3 separate regions of the Mus musculus genome follow, and all the other regions are linked to region 2. The links are chromatin contacts, called in public Hi-C and HiChIP or PLAC-seq maps. All regions are on one chromosome and are shown on one strand. Each heading gives the region's core, a stretch centred on a gene start, on an enhancer-like site or on the middle of the called end of the contact. The rest is flanking DNA. Distances are from core to core; before and after follow the strand shown. Region 1 holds the start of Tmem74b (transmembrane protein 74B). Region 2 holds the start of Psmf1 (proteasome (prosome, macropain) inhibitor subunit 1). Region 3 has its middle 37 kb from the start of 4930556L07Rik.

Region 1 (5,092 bases), core at 34-2,533, 39 kb after region 2:
GCCCTGTTCCACACTCACTGTCCTCGGGACGCTTCCCACAGCAATGCCCACAGACCCGGGAACTAAGTGTGACTCACAGATTCTCGGGTCACTCTGGTGGTGGTACCCACAAGAGGGTAAAATCAGGAGAGGGAGAGGGCGGGATGAGAGAAGGAGGAAGAAAGGGAGAAAGGAATGGAGACTACCTCTAGCACTACTGAGATCTAAGCAGGATCCACCCAGACCTGCCCAAGTCCAGCACTCTCACCCATAGCGCACTCTGACACCCCGGAGCTGGACACACTGCCAGGCTGGGTGAGGCTTCGCAAACCCAATCGACAGACACACGCACTCGTAGTACACAAAGCCTCAGGCGCGCAGATGCATACACGCAGGTCCACGCGGTTATACCCAAAGTTCTGCGCGGAAAGCCCCAGCACCCCGGCCTCCCGCCTCCCCCGCGCCCGCCGGCCCGCAGTTCACACCCCCTGCTCCTGCCCTTGACCGCATACGCCACGGGCCAGAGCAGGCCAGACCCGGACGGTCAGCGCTCGCAGAGGGGCGGCCCTGGGAGGCTGGGGCTCGGCGGGGCCGGCGTGCTCCACGGAGCCCCGGTCGCGTGTCCTTCGGCGGGCCGCGAGGTCAGGCGAGCTGTCCTTCGCTGCCACTCCCCGCCTCGGGCCCTGCGCCGGCGGCTCGCGGTCGGCGTGCGGAGCCGTGTCGGGCCTCCCTAGTCTCCGCACGCGGGAGCACAGAGCTCCGGGCTGCCGAGGGTGTGCGCAGATCCCGGCCCGGCCGCTGCCTCGCCCTCCCCGGCTCCCGCCCCCTTCCCGGCCCGCCCGCAGCGGCTGCCCGGGCGCACGTACCTGCTCGCGCCGCGCCGGGCTGCACCGCGTCGGCCGCTGGGGGGCTCCGAGAAGGAAGGGATAAGGCAGGGCGGGAGCGGAGGATCCTGGAGCGTCGCCGATCGAGCTCCGCCCGCGGCGGGCGAGGGCGCCGGGAGAGTTAGCGTGGGGAGGGAGCCGGCTGCGGGTGCCCGGCCCCCACCGCCCCTAGAGCCACCTCTGTCTCGCCCGCGCACGCTGGCCGGGGAAACCCTAGGCAAGGAGCCCGCGGCGCTGGGTACAGGGGCGGGGCGAGGCGAGGAAGGGGCGGGGGAGAAGACCCCTCCCCCGCCTCTGGGGAGACCCTGCGGCACCCGGGGATGCTTTACCCACCCCAGGTAGGACCCAGGGTCCTCTTCAAGGTCTGTAGATCCGGAGTATCATCCTTGCGTGGGGCTCGATGGCTCACGGGCGCCACGTGAAGGCAGAAACGAAGCCTCTACCCACCTCTATTTCTGATGGGTGTCCTTCTGGGTCATTGTCCACGGCCACGCACACTCTTGAGCTCCAAAGCCACCTGCAAAGCTCCTTCTGCCGGGCAGCCTGTCTGGCTTCCTCAGGGACACACTGGGGTTCGTCCATCTAGGCACTCCTCTGACCTGTGGAGCCCGGTGCAGGTGCACAGGTTTCTGTTTTAAAGGGAACTTCTTCCTCTTGGGGGCCCCAGGCCAAGCCCAAAGAGAGGTCTGGTGAGTAAGGGAAGGTTATGGTTTCCGGGAAAACTTCGTGGCCGGCTTCAAGTAAGTCTTATCATCTTTCTGAACCTTATTGTCCACCTTTGTCCAAGGGAATCATGACTGCTGACCCTGAGTACTCTGCCAGTGTGAGCGGAGGCTACTCTGACATCCAGGAAGACAGCTAAGGTGAGAAAATCCCTGCCCTGGCTTCGTCGCTCTCTCACTGTCAAAGGCTCACTGGTCCTACTCCAAAGGCATCCAGTCCTCACCCACCAGGAGAACAAAGGTTGTCTTGGAAGCCTTGTGGGCCCCGTGCTGAGCCTCCAAAGCTGTCTCCCTCTATTCTTTGAGAGGCCTGAGCGATTTGCATCTCTACAGGGAAGCTGGCAATGGCACCAGATTCCTGTGCAGTGCCATCTCCACCCCTCGCAGGTGTATGACCTCGTACAAACTTCTCTCTTTAAGCTCCTTTTCCCATCTGTAAATGGACTCAAGAATTCCATGAGATCCCAGCCATTAGAGTGTCCACAGTTCCCTCCCTGCCCTGTATAGTCCTGCCTTGCAGCACATCCTCAGTGGTCACTCTCTTCCCTCACTTCCCTCAAGTCTTTGCTCACATGTCACCTTCTCAGAACCACCTGCCTGGGCCATCTTCTTAAAAAGAGTAGCGCTCTGGCACCCTGCTTGCCTTCACTCAGAACTTCTCACTAGGGCATTCATCAGCTCCTGATAGTGTATTTCTTTGCTCAGTATCATTTCTGCTTAAAAATAAGTAACACGCTGGGTAGCAGTGATGCAGGCCTTTAAATTCCAGCACTTGGGAGGCAGGTGAATTTCTGAGTTGGAGGCCAGCCTGGTCTACAGAGTGAGTTCCAGGACAGCCAGGGCTGCACAGAGAAACCCTGTCTGGAAAACCAAAATCAAAACTAAGAAAATCAAAGCAAAAAAGAGCCAAGTGTATAGTACAGACTTTGTTCCCCTCCCTGGTGTATCCCGAGACTTAAAAAGGGCCCTTGATATCTATTCTTTAAATAAAGAATTGAGAGGTGCACAGCTATTGCTCTTGTTGTATACTTGCAACTAAGCAGAGCCCGTCCCTGCCCTCAAGAAACTCCGGTGATATTCCAGAAGGAAAAGGGATGCACACAGGCAGTGCTGTAGCCACAGTGAGGGATAACAAGCAAAGGTACACTGTGCTGTGCGCGTCTCAGGCAGGGTGCTTGCTTGAGTCTTGGGGATGGGATAGCATTTTAGCAGAAGAGGGGACTGGGCCACAACGGGCACTTGTATAGATGGCAAGTATTTAAAGAGCAAGGAAGAGAGATCCAGCAGAGGACTAGCGTGGACAAAGGCCTTGGGGCAGAAGGGAGCACAGTGAGCGTGGGCATGGAGGGGGTATGGTCACAGTGGGAGACCAAGGTAGGAGCATGGCAGGACATGGGGCTGTGCCAGGTCTCTGCAAAGCCTTGAAGGCCAAGAAGGATGTTCTTCTCAGGACAGGGGGAACTCCAACGTGGAAGAGTCGGAGTAGAAAGTTAGCTAACCTTCTATCCCCTTTATCATGTGAATTTGACCTTTGGTTGTCCAGCTCAGGTTTTTTTGGTTTTACAAGACCAGAAATATATTCCAAGTGATTGAGCAACACTGTTTAGATAAATATGACCCCTGTAGAGAAAGCTAGAATGACCCACAGCAGCAGCGGGTGAGAATCGGAGATATCAATATGAACTCACGTTCAGCTTAATACAGATATGGGTGGTGATGTATAGAAATATTTACAGAGCAGCCCTACGTGCTTCTGGAGCCGTGAGTTACCATGCAGACGTGGCCAAGTCCAAGAACCACATCTATACAGCCAATCCTGATAATGGCACAGAAACGACATCAAGAAATCTCAGTCACAAAGATATGAATCTCTTAAGGGGTTTGACCCCAAGTTCCTGAGGAAACCGTGCTTTGCCAAGAAGCACAAGAAAGACCTACAGAAGGTGTAGGCAATGAATGCATGTGCAGAGGTCATCAAGGCCCTTGAGAAGCCTAAGGCAGTTAAGCCCAAGATGCCAAAGGGCCCCAGCCACAAACTCAGCCATCTGGCTTTCGTCACTGACTCCACCCCTAGGAGGCAGATTCTATTCTGCATGGCCAGGAGTTGCAGGCTATGCCAAGCAAAGTCCAAGCTCAAACCAAGGCTACAGCCATAGTTCTAGCTCAGGCCCAGGCTTCAGCTCCAGTTCAGGCTCTCAAAGGTGCCCAGGCCCCTGTGAAGGCCCCAGAGAAAAGGCTTCTATCTGCTAATGTGAAGGCAGATGGAACTGTGTGACACTCCTACACATTACTTTTTTTTTTTTTTGCAAATAATCTTGAGGCAAGATCTGTTTTAAAATGTTTACAGAAATGTACATATACATGGGTTTACACATATATGAATTTCTTTGCTTCATAGCAAAGAATGCACCTAAGTGCAGAGAGCTTGGCTTCTTGTGTGTGTGTGTGTGTGTGTGTGTGTGTGTGTGTGTGTTATGTATGTGTGTGTATATGTGTGTGTGTATGTGTGGTATGTATGTATGGTATGTGTGTGTGTGTGTGTGTGTATGTGTGTGTCCTACGGGGGTTTTTTTGCAAATAATCTTGTGTGTGTGTGTGTGTGTGTGTGTGTGTGTGTGTGTGTTTGTGTTATGTATGTGTGTGTATATGTGTGTGTGTATGTGTGGTATGTATGTATGGTATGTGTGTGTGTGTGTGTGTATGTGTGTGTCCTACGGGGTTTTTTTTGCAAATAATCTTGTATGTGTGTGTGTGTGTGTGTGTGTGTGTGTGTGTGTATGTGTGTGTATGTATATGTATGTGTATGTGTGTGTATGTGTGTGTATGTGGTGTGTGTGTGTGTGTGTGTGTGTGTGTACCTATGGGAGTCAGTTCTTCTCTTCCACCTTATGGACCCTTGGAATCAAACTCAGGTTGCCAAGTTGGAGGAAAGTGTTTTTCTGGCTGAACCTGAGAGCTTGGTTTCTAATATTATTCTTCAAAAAAAGGAACCAGGGCTCCTTGGAGCAATGAGGCAGAAAGTATATAAGATGAATAATAAAATAAATTATACATACAGGGCTAGAGAGATGGCTCTGCAGTTAAGAGCACTGGTTGCTTTTCCAGAGGACTCAGTTTTGATTCACAGCACCGAGCAACATGGCAGCCAACAAACAAGCATCTATAACTTCAGTTCCTGGGGATCCAGTGTGGTCTTCTGGCTTCCAGAGGAACTAGGTATGCATATAGTACATGGATTACATGCAGGTAAAATACGCATGTACATGAAGTAAGATAAATAAATCCTTAAAAATGTTTAATTAAAAAAAAAGAAAAGAAAAAAGACTGAATACTGGCTAGATGTGGTGGCACACGCCTTTAATCCTAGCATCTAGGAGGAAGAAACAGGTGGATTTCTGAGTTTGAGGCCAGCCAGGTCTACAGAGCAAGTTTCAGGACAGCCAGGCTACACAGAGAAACCTTGCCCTAACCCCACACACACTCACACACAAAGAAAAGCAAAGGAGA
Region 2 (4,940 bases), core at 1,624-4,123:
AACTGGTGGCTGCAGCCACCTACCAGTTCTTCCTGCTACCTTGTGCCCTTATCTGGCATGGGCCCTTTTCCACCCAGGTAGTCAGGGGCTCCTGGGAGGCCAGGGAAGCCTCTCCCTCCTGCTCCCTGTCTCAGCTTCTCCCAGAACTCCCAGGGCCAACTGGGACCCTTGCTGATGAAGGTAAGTCTACAGAAACAAGGGAAGATGGACCAAGGGAGGCAGAGAGAACTTTTAGTCCAGAGAATCTTCTCACTTCTTCCCATGGGTGGAAGATTCTGGGGACAGGATGAATAGAACACAGCCAGGCCCTTGGAGGACTTACAGACTTCTAGGGCAGAAGACATAGCTTAGCTCTGTTCTTTCAATGTACTAATAATGCCTTTTCCAAATGGGCTATTGAGATGCAGACTTTCCGAGGCACAGATCATCCTTAGCTGAGGTGGGAGGACCACAGCAGATGTAGGATGTCCTGCCTGTCCCAGCAGTCACCAGTAAGCACCAGAGCCACTTCCTCCGAATTCTGTCATTCACTACCTGAGGGCTTTCCATAATTCTAATAAGTAGCTCTTACCAGAGCAAAACATTATCCCAGTTCCCCAGTCCTGAGTTGAAACATCTCTGAGATCTTTCACTCTCTCTCCTCACTGCTTGCCAGCAAGTGTGAGTTCCAACTGCTCTCAGAGGCTTATCAGGTACCTCCTTTAGCCCAATCCTCCTGCTCGGCCCTGGGAGCAGCTCTCAAATGAGCCACTCAAGCTCCCAATGGGATCACCTGTAGCCTAGGATGGCCTTGAACTCATCACCAATATGAGATTGGCCTTAAACTCCTTATTCTCTTCCCCTAGGTCCTAGGATTACAGACACAAGCCACCATACCTTCAGTATTGGCTTTTAGGGGAAGCCCCATTAAGATAGGCAATGGTATATAAAAGAAAAGGGAAATGTGTGAGCTGCAAGCTATAATCAAGGGAATGCAAGCTAGTGTGGAACCAAGGGGCCGGGGTGAGAGCACTGGTGGCTTAGGAGGCAAGAGGCCTCGTTACAAAAAGATAAAACAACAGCAGGAAAAAGAGAGAGTAAAAGAAAACCTTAAAAGCACTAATAAAGCTGGCCAAAAGTCCAGCCTGTGTTTTGCTATCATCATGAACCAGCAAGCCTAACCTACTTCAGTGATAAAATTCTCAGCCCTTCTGGAGCTGATAGCTTTCTCTGTTGCATGCCTGCCCCCTTGGCACACCACCAAACTCCTTGAGCACAGTGTGGAGCAGTGGTTCTCAACCTTCCTAATGCTGCGGTCCTTTCATACAGTACCTCATGTTATAGTGACCCTCGACCATAAAATCACTTCATTGCTACTCCCTAACTGTAATTTTGCTACTGTTATAAATCACAATATAAATATCTAATTTGAGGGAAATCTGCTATGCAACCCCTGGGGGTCATGACATCCAGGCTGAGGACAGGTGTGGAGAGTAGTTAAAGATGAGGAAGAGATGAGAGGGGCAGTGTTGAGTCTCCAGTTACACGGGGGTAGCTACATTTCCCACCTTGGTGCCTTCACGTATGCTATATGCTTTTACAGGAACATTTCTTCTTTATTCTTCCATGAGAGTTCTGTGCAATTGGCCATTTCTTAATCCAAGAAACCCTTCCTGATCCTTGCTTGGAACATAGGCTTCCTGTGGGCCTTGTATAGCTCTCTCAGCACCCCCAAATGACAGATTTCATACTGGATTGCTTTTTGTCTATTAAAAAGAAACACTACAAAGTTCCATCAGGGCAAGACCTGTGGCATGTTAACCTAGGCATGAGAGCTGAGAGAAGTCAAGGTCACTGGAGCCAAGGAGATCAGAGAATGAAAGGACACTTGGAGGTGATATCAGAAAGGCACAGGGCCTGTGGAGTGAGAGGGTGACAGACCTAGAGTGAACTTCGCCTTTGAGGTGTGGCTTGGGCCTAAGGAACATGGTCTTCCCTGTGTTTTAACAGAATCTCTCTGGTTGTAGGGTGAAACCAGTGTAGCATACAAGGCTGATGCCAGGCAACCAAGAAAAAAAAAATGACAATGGTTTGGGTCATGGTACCAACCAACATGGCAAAATTTATTTGTCTACAAAAAAGTATTGGACTTCAAGAAACATGGAGAAACAACAGGTGGTTAAAAAAATCTTGATGGAGATTGGGGCACAAGTGGCTAGCATTTGTCAGTTATCTCTGGGCTCTAGATGTGGTCAAAAGCTGTGTTTACTTGGGTGAAGTCATTTCACTCTTTCTGCTCTTTATATCACTCGCAAAGTGAGGATGGGTAATAAAATATACCCCATGAATTTGTTGAGAGGGGATGTAAAGGTTTTGGCACAGGATTTAGCATGCAATCAACATACATATAAATGCTATCCTAGAGACCAAATTACCAGTTCCCAGGGGCACCTCTATTGCTCACTGGCTGATTGTGACACGATTTCCAAATCTATGTAGTGGCAGAGTACTGTCATCAATACCAACTGTATAATACTGGATCTGGAAATTTTGATAAATGCATTAAAGTTTAGCATGTAGAATAAAGTGCTATCAGGCAAGAAGTACTGCAGGCATGCTAATAAATTACGATGAAAACATCTAAGACAGATTGCCTAAATTTTCCCCCGGCCTAGTACACACTCCACTTCGCAGATGAGAAGTCTACTGTAGTTGGTAGAAGGCAGTCTCTCCCCAGGAACGAACAGCCTGGCACTCAGCAGTCGCCTGCTGCAGGCAAAAAGGCTTTGAGAAGATAAGCCCTAGCCTGCGCGCTTCTTAGTGGAACCTTCTAGTTCGGTGCAGGTGTTTCCAGCCCGGAGCACGCACAAAGTCAACAAGTATTTCCGGTGCGCGTCTCTGCGTTTCCGCGTTTCCACTTTTCCGCGCAGGTGCGGACAGAGCCGAAAGCGAAGGCGGCATCAAAAGGCGTCGCTGCCGCTCGCGGTCCCGCTTCTCTTAGGCGGAGCGGCTTTCTGCATAGTCCCCTCCTTTTCTTCCTTTCCCACAGAAGCCGCAAACATCCATGGCGGGTCTCGAGGTTCTCTTCGCGTCGGCCGCTCCATCCATGAGCTGCCCGCAGGACGCACTCGTCTGCTTCCTGCACTGGGAAGTGGTGACAAACGGCTACTATGCCTTGGGCACGGGCGACCAGGTACGCGGGTGGAGGGGAGTCTGCAGCCCGAGGCCCAAAGGCCTGCCCTGACCGTGCCAAAGCCAGGGCCCGAGCGAGGCTTCTGATGCCGCACTTTAGCGCGCCTGGTGCTGGTGCCGACAACGGGCACAGCGTGCGTGTAAACTCGGGAACGGACGTGTAAAGGCGTCCCCGACACAGCCGGGGTTGTGTGGATCTGACTGAGACAGGCTAGTAGCTTCCTCAAGGTCCTCATCCACCAGTTTACCCAAAGCATCTGCCGTAGAATACTCCGTGCTACACCCTCAACTCCAAGCATCTGGATTCAAGCACTGGTGTGGCAGTGAACTTTGACCTACTCAGCCATATTCTAGGACCCCTTCTTCGAGGGGACAGTGTTTGGATTTCAGACTTGAATGCTGCGTTTGATTCTTGCTGTCCGTTCTCCTGAAGTACTTTCTGGGCTCAGGCTGCCCTTGCCTCCATTCTCTGCTGATGGGTATGCGTTTTCAGGGTAGAAGCCAAAAAAAAATTTTTTTTAATTAATTAGTTAAAAATTGAGAGGCCATTAACTGTTAATTTATCTACTAGAGAGTTTTATTTTCCAGCCTGTGGCCAGCAGATTAGTAATGCTTGCTGGACTCAGCAGGTATTTGTGTTGGTCCTCTAGCTGCCTCCTGCCACCCTCCTTCTGTGGGTGATGAGAGGAACAAAGCACGCACTTGACTGGGTAATACCAACTCAGCAGCTAAAGAGTCATGCTGCCCACTTTCTCTTTGCTTTTTTGCCTCCAGTGCTATAGAGCTGGGCTTGTAATATTTGATCTCAAGAACATGTTTGTTGACTTGAACAAACAGGCATTGATTGGTCTCCTTATTGAGGGCACGGCTACTCCCCATGAGAGCTCTGTAGCCGTGTGAGATAAGGTCAGTGGAGGGCCATGGAGATGGCCATAGATACGAGTTAGAAAAATTGGCATTGTGTTGTGGGAGTCTGAAGATTATAAAGAGAGAATGACCTGTTTATGTGTGCAGTTTTGGTTGGTTGGTTGGTTGGTTGGTTGCATTCTAGCCCAGAGGCACTAGGGTGAGCCCAGTGGCCATTAAGGAATGTTTCTAGCCTCAGGATTTTGTCTATAGAAGACAGCTAGCTTTACCTTTCTTTACCTTACCAGTCTGTCTGGAAGAATCTCCAGCCTGCCCTGCTCTAACCTTTCATAGGTCGCAGCCACTCTCAGGCCTTTGAGTCTTCATCTGAGGAAGTTACATGGTACAAACATATGCTTTCGTTATCTGCCAACCATAGCCTTGTGGGACACTTGATATTTTATATCAAGGTGCAGAGGACAGCCACATGATGTGTTGGGCCTGTCTAGCTTCTGTTTTCTGTGGAGTATCCGTTTCACCTTACCACAGTGAGGCTGTGAGCTTTACCTGACCCTAGCGATTATTTCTTGCTCCGGAATGAAGGTGTCGAGGTGGGGAGCAGAGCAGGTTGTCTGTAAGTCAAGAGCGCCTGCTGGTAGGGCCAGTGCTGTCCATGTAGGACAGGAGAGAGTCAAAGGTCTTGACTGAACACAGGTAAGGTCTGCCAGCCCTGCCTTAAACACCCGAGTCACCCTTGAAGTCCACACCACACTAGGAAGTTACCCAGAAAGGCAAGAGGGTTTCTCAGGCTGTGGCTAGCTTCAGTTTTGTTTTCTCCTTACTCTCCTGTCTCTGCTGAGGCTACCAGTCTCCTTGTCACCTAGCCAAGTTTGATTGTGACTCCTCTGGCAAAGGATTTCCAA
Region 3 (4,765 bases), core at 1,258-3,757, 47 kb before region 2:
ACTGCTGATTAGAGACAGAACATTTGGGCAGTAATGCTCCAGGGGGAACTGCCTCTAAGTCCCCCGAGTTAGCAGTCATAGCTCTTTTTGGCTCTTTAGCCTGGGCATTTGCACAACTCCTGGCTTCAAGCAAGGGTTCAGCCTGTGTTTCATGAGTTATTTAAATGGCCTGAAATTCAAATGACAATCCCTTTTTTGCCTTAAGGACATCTAAGAAAACCTTGCTTCAGTTCCTACATAAAGGGGGTGAGAAGTTCTGGTCTCCCTTTCCACACATCTACCATCATCCTGGAAGAAGGGCTGGAGGGAGTCTCCAGGGAGCCCTATCTTCAGCACATCAGAGCTTTGACCTCCCCAGGACCCCAGTGTCCCAGCTTACCCCTCTTTGCTTTGCGGGAGGATGTCTAGTCACTCTGGCCAGCTCACAGCTAGCAGCACAGGGGGGCTTCCTCTAATCAAAAGCCAAACTGCAATTATTGCTAGGCTGAAGCTAGGCACACGGTGTCACTTAAAGGGGCAGATTTATAGGACATTAACAACTCCAGAGGCAGAGCACCAGGTGCTACAAATCATCAAAATTAGAACCAAATGGGCCGCTGAGGCTCCAGATAGCCAGCGGGGCCTGACTCTTACAAGGATCACCTGAAAGTCAATAGCTGTGCTTCTGTGTCAGGGCCTTGGCACACCGCAGACACTGCTCCTTCTACATGGTCTCTGATTCCGTGGAGAGTGGAATCGCCATGCAAACTTTACTTTCTCTACATATGGACCACCTGGCCAGCATCCTGGTTTATTTCTCATCATAGCATTTGTTGTTGTTCTTATTGAGACAGGGTCTCCACAGCACCCTCAGGCTCACTGTGTAGCTGTTAATGTCATAGACATTCTCTCCCTTCCATCCACTGAAGGCTGGGGTCATAGACACACATCACTGTGCCCAGTTTATGTGATACTGGAGATCAAACCCCAAACTACCTGAATGGTAGGCAAACTCTCCATGGACTGAGCCACATCCAAAGCCCCAAGCATTTATCACCATCTGACAGTGTATACTTGTGTTGAGATTGACAGCCCTACTTGCTTAAAAGTAAAACATATATCTAAACTTAAAAGAATAATACTGTCCAGATATGTTTTCCCATGCTGTGTATTTTTCTTCCAACCCCAGGCGGCCTGTGACATTGCCTTGTTCTGAAGGTCACGTGGCAACCAGCTCACTCCTTCTGTAGCTTCCTGAAACCTCTCATCTCTTTCCTCTCAATGTTACCTTGAGCAGACAGAAGTCAGTGGGATAACAGTCGTCCCACCCCCATCCTCCCATTGCTGCTTTGCCTCCCTCTCCCTCTCTCCCTTCCCTCTTCATGTGCCCTGGACCCTGCCTTCTTTCACTTAAACAAGAACCTCGCTGCTCCTACAATCAACCCCGTGCATCATCGTTATCACTCTCTGGTTAATTCCCCCACCCCCACCCCCACCCCCACCCCCAGGAGGTAAATACACCACTAGGTTCCATCTTGAAATTCTCTGTCTTCATGTCCTTTCCTTCAACACCAGTCAGCTTTTCTTCCTCTGGTCCACCAAAGTCACTCTCATCATGGTCACCAGCGGCCTCTCTGTTGACACATACGGGGTCACTTTGCAGTTCTTGTCCTGCTGGCTCATGAGCACTGTTTATGATTCTTTTGTAATTCCTTCTTTTCCTTCCCGAGGTGTTGGTGGCCACAGAGCTAAGCCTTGAAGCCTTTCCCTTCTTTCTCTCTACTTCTGCTAAATGGCTTTTCTAGACCAATGGTTCTCAACCTTCCTAACACTGTAACCCTTTAATACAGTCCTTCACATTGGAATGACCCACAACCATACAATTATTTCTGTTGCTTTTCCATAACTGTAATTTTGCTACTGTTACGAATCATAATTTTTTCATATCTGTGTTTTCTAATGGTCTTAGGCAGCCCCTGGGAAAGGGTTGTTCCACACCCCCTCAAGGGGTCACACCCCACAGGTTGAGAACAGCTGGCCTAACTCATGACTCTAAATAACATGTCTATATTGGTGACTCTCTAATAGCTCTAGCTAGAAGCTCCCAGGAACTCGAGGCTTTCCTGGGAAACCCCCTTGTTCTTGCTCTCTGCTTCCAGTCACCACACCACAAATGAAAATGACCATGAACGTGCATTTGATTAGCTTCACCCAGCAAAGGGAAATGATTCATTCCGATGATACAGGCTCCAAAACCTCAGCCAAGATGGTGTGAGGAGTATGCAGTGGGCTCCAGAGAGAAGCCTGAGTGTTTGTGAATGCCCTTCCTTTCAGCAAGAATGGTGCCTTACTCCCCACGATTGCCCAGGATCCTGGGGTCTCCCAGATTCCTCTCTAACCTGTTAGAAGTGTTTGAAATTCTGTTGTTGCTGGGCCATGGCAGATGCTCCCTTCATTTGGCTGGGTTAAACCAAACTGTTTCCATTATGGCTCCTCCTCTCTGCACTCCTTCTAGCAGGGGTCGAAGTGTTGCCATGTCTCCAGCAATACTCAGCATTACCAGCCTCCTAATGTTTGTCAGATTAATAGATGAAAGCAGTGACTCATTGGAGACTTATTTACTCAGGTGTTAATGGACTGTGGCATCTCTCATTCGTTACCTTGTTTCTTTCTCCACAAATTATTAACCTTTGCCGATTGTGTGTGTGTGTGTGTGTGTGTGTGTGTGTGTGTGTGTGTGTGTACATACTTGAGTGCAGGTGCCTCAGAGGCCAGAAGAGGGTGCAGGATTCTCTGGAGCTGGAATTACAGGAGGTTGTGAGCTCTCCAACGTGGCTGCTGAGACCACTCTGGTCCTTGAAAGAGCAGTAGACATTCAACTGCCAAGCCATCTCTTCAGCCCCGTGATTATATATACCTTCAATGCCAATTAAAGGACTCTTTTGAAATGACTCGTCTTTTGTCAGGTTTTAGAATTACAAACCATTCTCCTAACCTGCTGTCACTCAATTATCTTTGTTTGTATGTCATTTAAGAAAAATCCTCAATTTGTAAGTTTTTAAATATTTTTATTATAAAGTGAAACATGGAGGAAAATCACACATATCGGTAACAAGTCAGTATGTATAACTTTTAAAAAATGTTTATGTTAGCATATATCTGTTCTCCTTCCCAGTGCCTGCCCCCACCCCACCCCCAGCCAGTCCCCTCCCTTCCCTTGGTCACCCTACTGCCTTCTTACCCTGTGTATTACATCACCCTCTCTATTCCTCCTCTTCCTCTGCTCTCATGATCCCCTTTTACTTTCATGACATGCACATAACTTTTATTCTAGGTTCCTCATAAGAAAGAAGACACGGCGTGTTTATCTTTTGGAGCTGGGCATTTTCCTTAATACAACGATTTCCTGTTTTATCCACTTACCTGGAAATGTTGTGATTTTGCTTTCTTTAAGGCTACATAAAATTCCACTGTGTTTATGTTCCAATAGCTTAATCCCTTGGTCAGTCGACAGGCATCCAGGTTGCTTCTGTGCCCTATTCTCAAGTAATCAGCATCGAACGTGAGTTTATGAGCATCTCCACGGGAAGATAAAAGTATACACCTGGGGGTGATATAGATGGGCCTTATGGCAGCTCTAGTTTTAATTTTTAAAGAAACCTCTGCACTGATATTCACAGTGATTATATATGCTTGCACTCTCATCAACAGCAAATAAACATTTGCTACCATTCCTCTGGGGCAGTTACTCTGACTGGAGGTGACTTGTTAGGGTGCTTTGTTTGCATTTCCCTGGTGACTAGGAATATAGAACAATTTTCCAAGAAATTATTTGTATGCTTTCTTTTGAGAACTGTTGGCCCAGTTCACCTGACTAGTGATTGGAAGATTTCTACCCCCTCCCTTTTTTAATCTAATTTTTGCAGTTCTTTCTATATTCTCTCTCTTAGCCCCTGTCTGAGGTATGGCTGGCAAGGATTTTCTCCCATTCTGTAGCCTGACTGCTAACTCTGCAGATAGTTTCTCACATCAAGCAGAAGTGTTTTATGAACGTCGTGTAATCCCATGTGTTCATCCTTGGGGTGACTTCCCGCACCACTGGAACCCTTTCAGAAAGCCTTTGCCTGTGCCTGCATCTCCAGGGCTTTACCCATGTTTCCCTCTGCCTATTCCAAAGCTTCAGGTCTTACGTTAAGGTCTCTGATCCATTTAGAACTGTGCAGGGTGAGAGACATGGATCTTTCTGTTCTTCACACATTGAAATACAGTTTGCCCAGCACTGCTTGCTTAACATGTCAAGAGTGTTCTGGCCGAGCCTGTGGGGTCTGTTAAGTTAGGAATAATTTGACCTCTTTCTTTCATAATCACATCCCTTTAATTAATTTCCTTTGTTTTATTGTCTGGCAAAGACTTTCACACAATATTGAATAAGAATAAAGAAAGTGGGCAGCCCTGTCTCATTTTAGATTTTAGCAAAATGCTTTTGGCTTTCCCCCATTTAGGAGAATGTTGGCTATAGGTCTGCCATATGTAGGTCTTCCATATGTGGCCTTTATTTTCTCACCCTATATTTCTCATTTTTTTGGAGGATTTTTATCATGGAGGAATGTCAAATTTGTTCAAAAGTCCTTTTCTGCATTGTTTAAGATGACCATGTGATTCTATCAAGTCTATGTGTTCTATTACACTCATTGATTTTCGTGTGTTACACCAACTGTACACTCCTAAAATAAAGCCAACTCGGTAATGGTGTGTCATCTTATCCATGTGGTTTTGTTTCTTGCTT

Evidence for each region. Hi-C and Micro-C count contacts between places; a contact is called where the count stands out from the background. HiChIP or PLAC-seq counts read pairs in DNA pulled down with a chosen protein or histone mark.
Region 1: a contact with region 2 is called in a Hi-C map of olfactory sensory neurons, with 3 times the contacts expected there. The contact joins the promoter of Tmem74b here to the promoter of Psmf1 in region 2. A contact is called at or near these places in 1 of 39 promoter capture datasets (macrophages), 6 of 484 Hi-C or Micro-C datasets (Th1 cells, embryonic stem cells, olfactory sensory neurons and 1 more), 2 of 115 datasets of contacts at active chromatin or transcription factors (both in embryonic stem cells) and 3 of 9 other capture datasets (adipose tissue, liver and pancreatic islet).
Region 3: a contact with region 2 is called in an HNF4G HiChIP or PLAC-seq map of pancreatic cancer cells. The contact joins the enhancer-like site here to the promoter of Psmf1 in region 2. A contact is called at or near these places in 1 of 484 Hi-C or Micro-C datasets (nephron progenitors), 2 of 115 datasets of contacts at active chromatin or transcription factors (embryonic stem cells and pancreatic cancer cells) and 2 of 9 other capture datasets (adipose tissue and pancreatic islet).

The regions. Positions count from the first base shown.
Region 1 is chr2:151,698,199-151,703,290 of GRCm38.p6, reverse strand. Tmem74b (transmembrane protein 74B) reads right to left here and starts at 1,283. Exons shown (of 2, transcript NM_001160363.1): 1 at 846-1,283.
Region 2 is chr2:151,739,243-151,744,182 of GRCm38.p6, reverse strand. Psmf1 (proteasome (prosome, macropain) inhibitor subunit 1) reads left to right here and starts at 2,873. Exons shown (of 7, transcript NM_212446.2): 1 at 2,873-3,172. The coding sequence starts at 3,044.
Region 3 is chr2:151,786,168-151,790,932 of GRCm38.p6, reverse strand. No RefSeq gene overlaps it. Among named protein-coding and RNA genes, the nearest start is that of 4930556L07Rik, 37 kb to the right of the region's middle. Within about 2 kb of position 2,507, at least 19 of the 459 cell types and tissues checked have an H3K27ac peak or open chromatin away from gene starts, as enhancers often do. A contact at or near this core is called in pancreatic cancer cells and pancreatic islet, where this site is marked.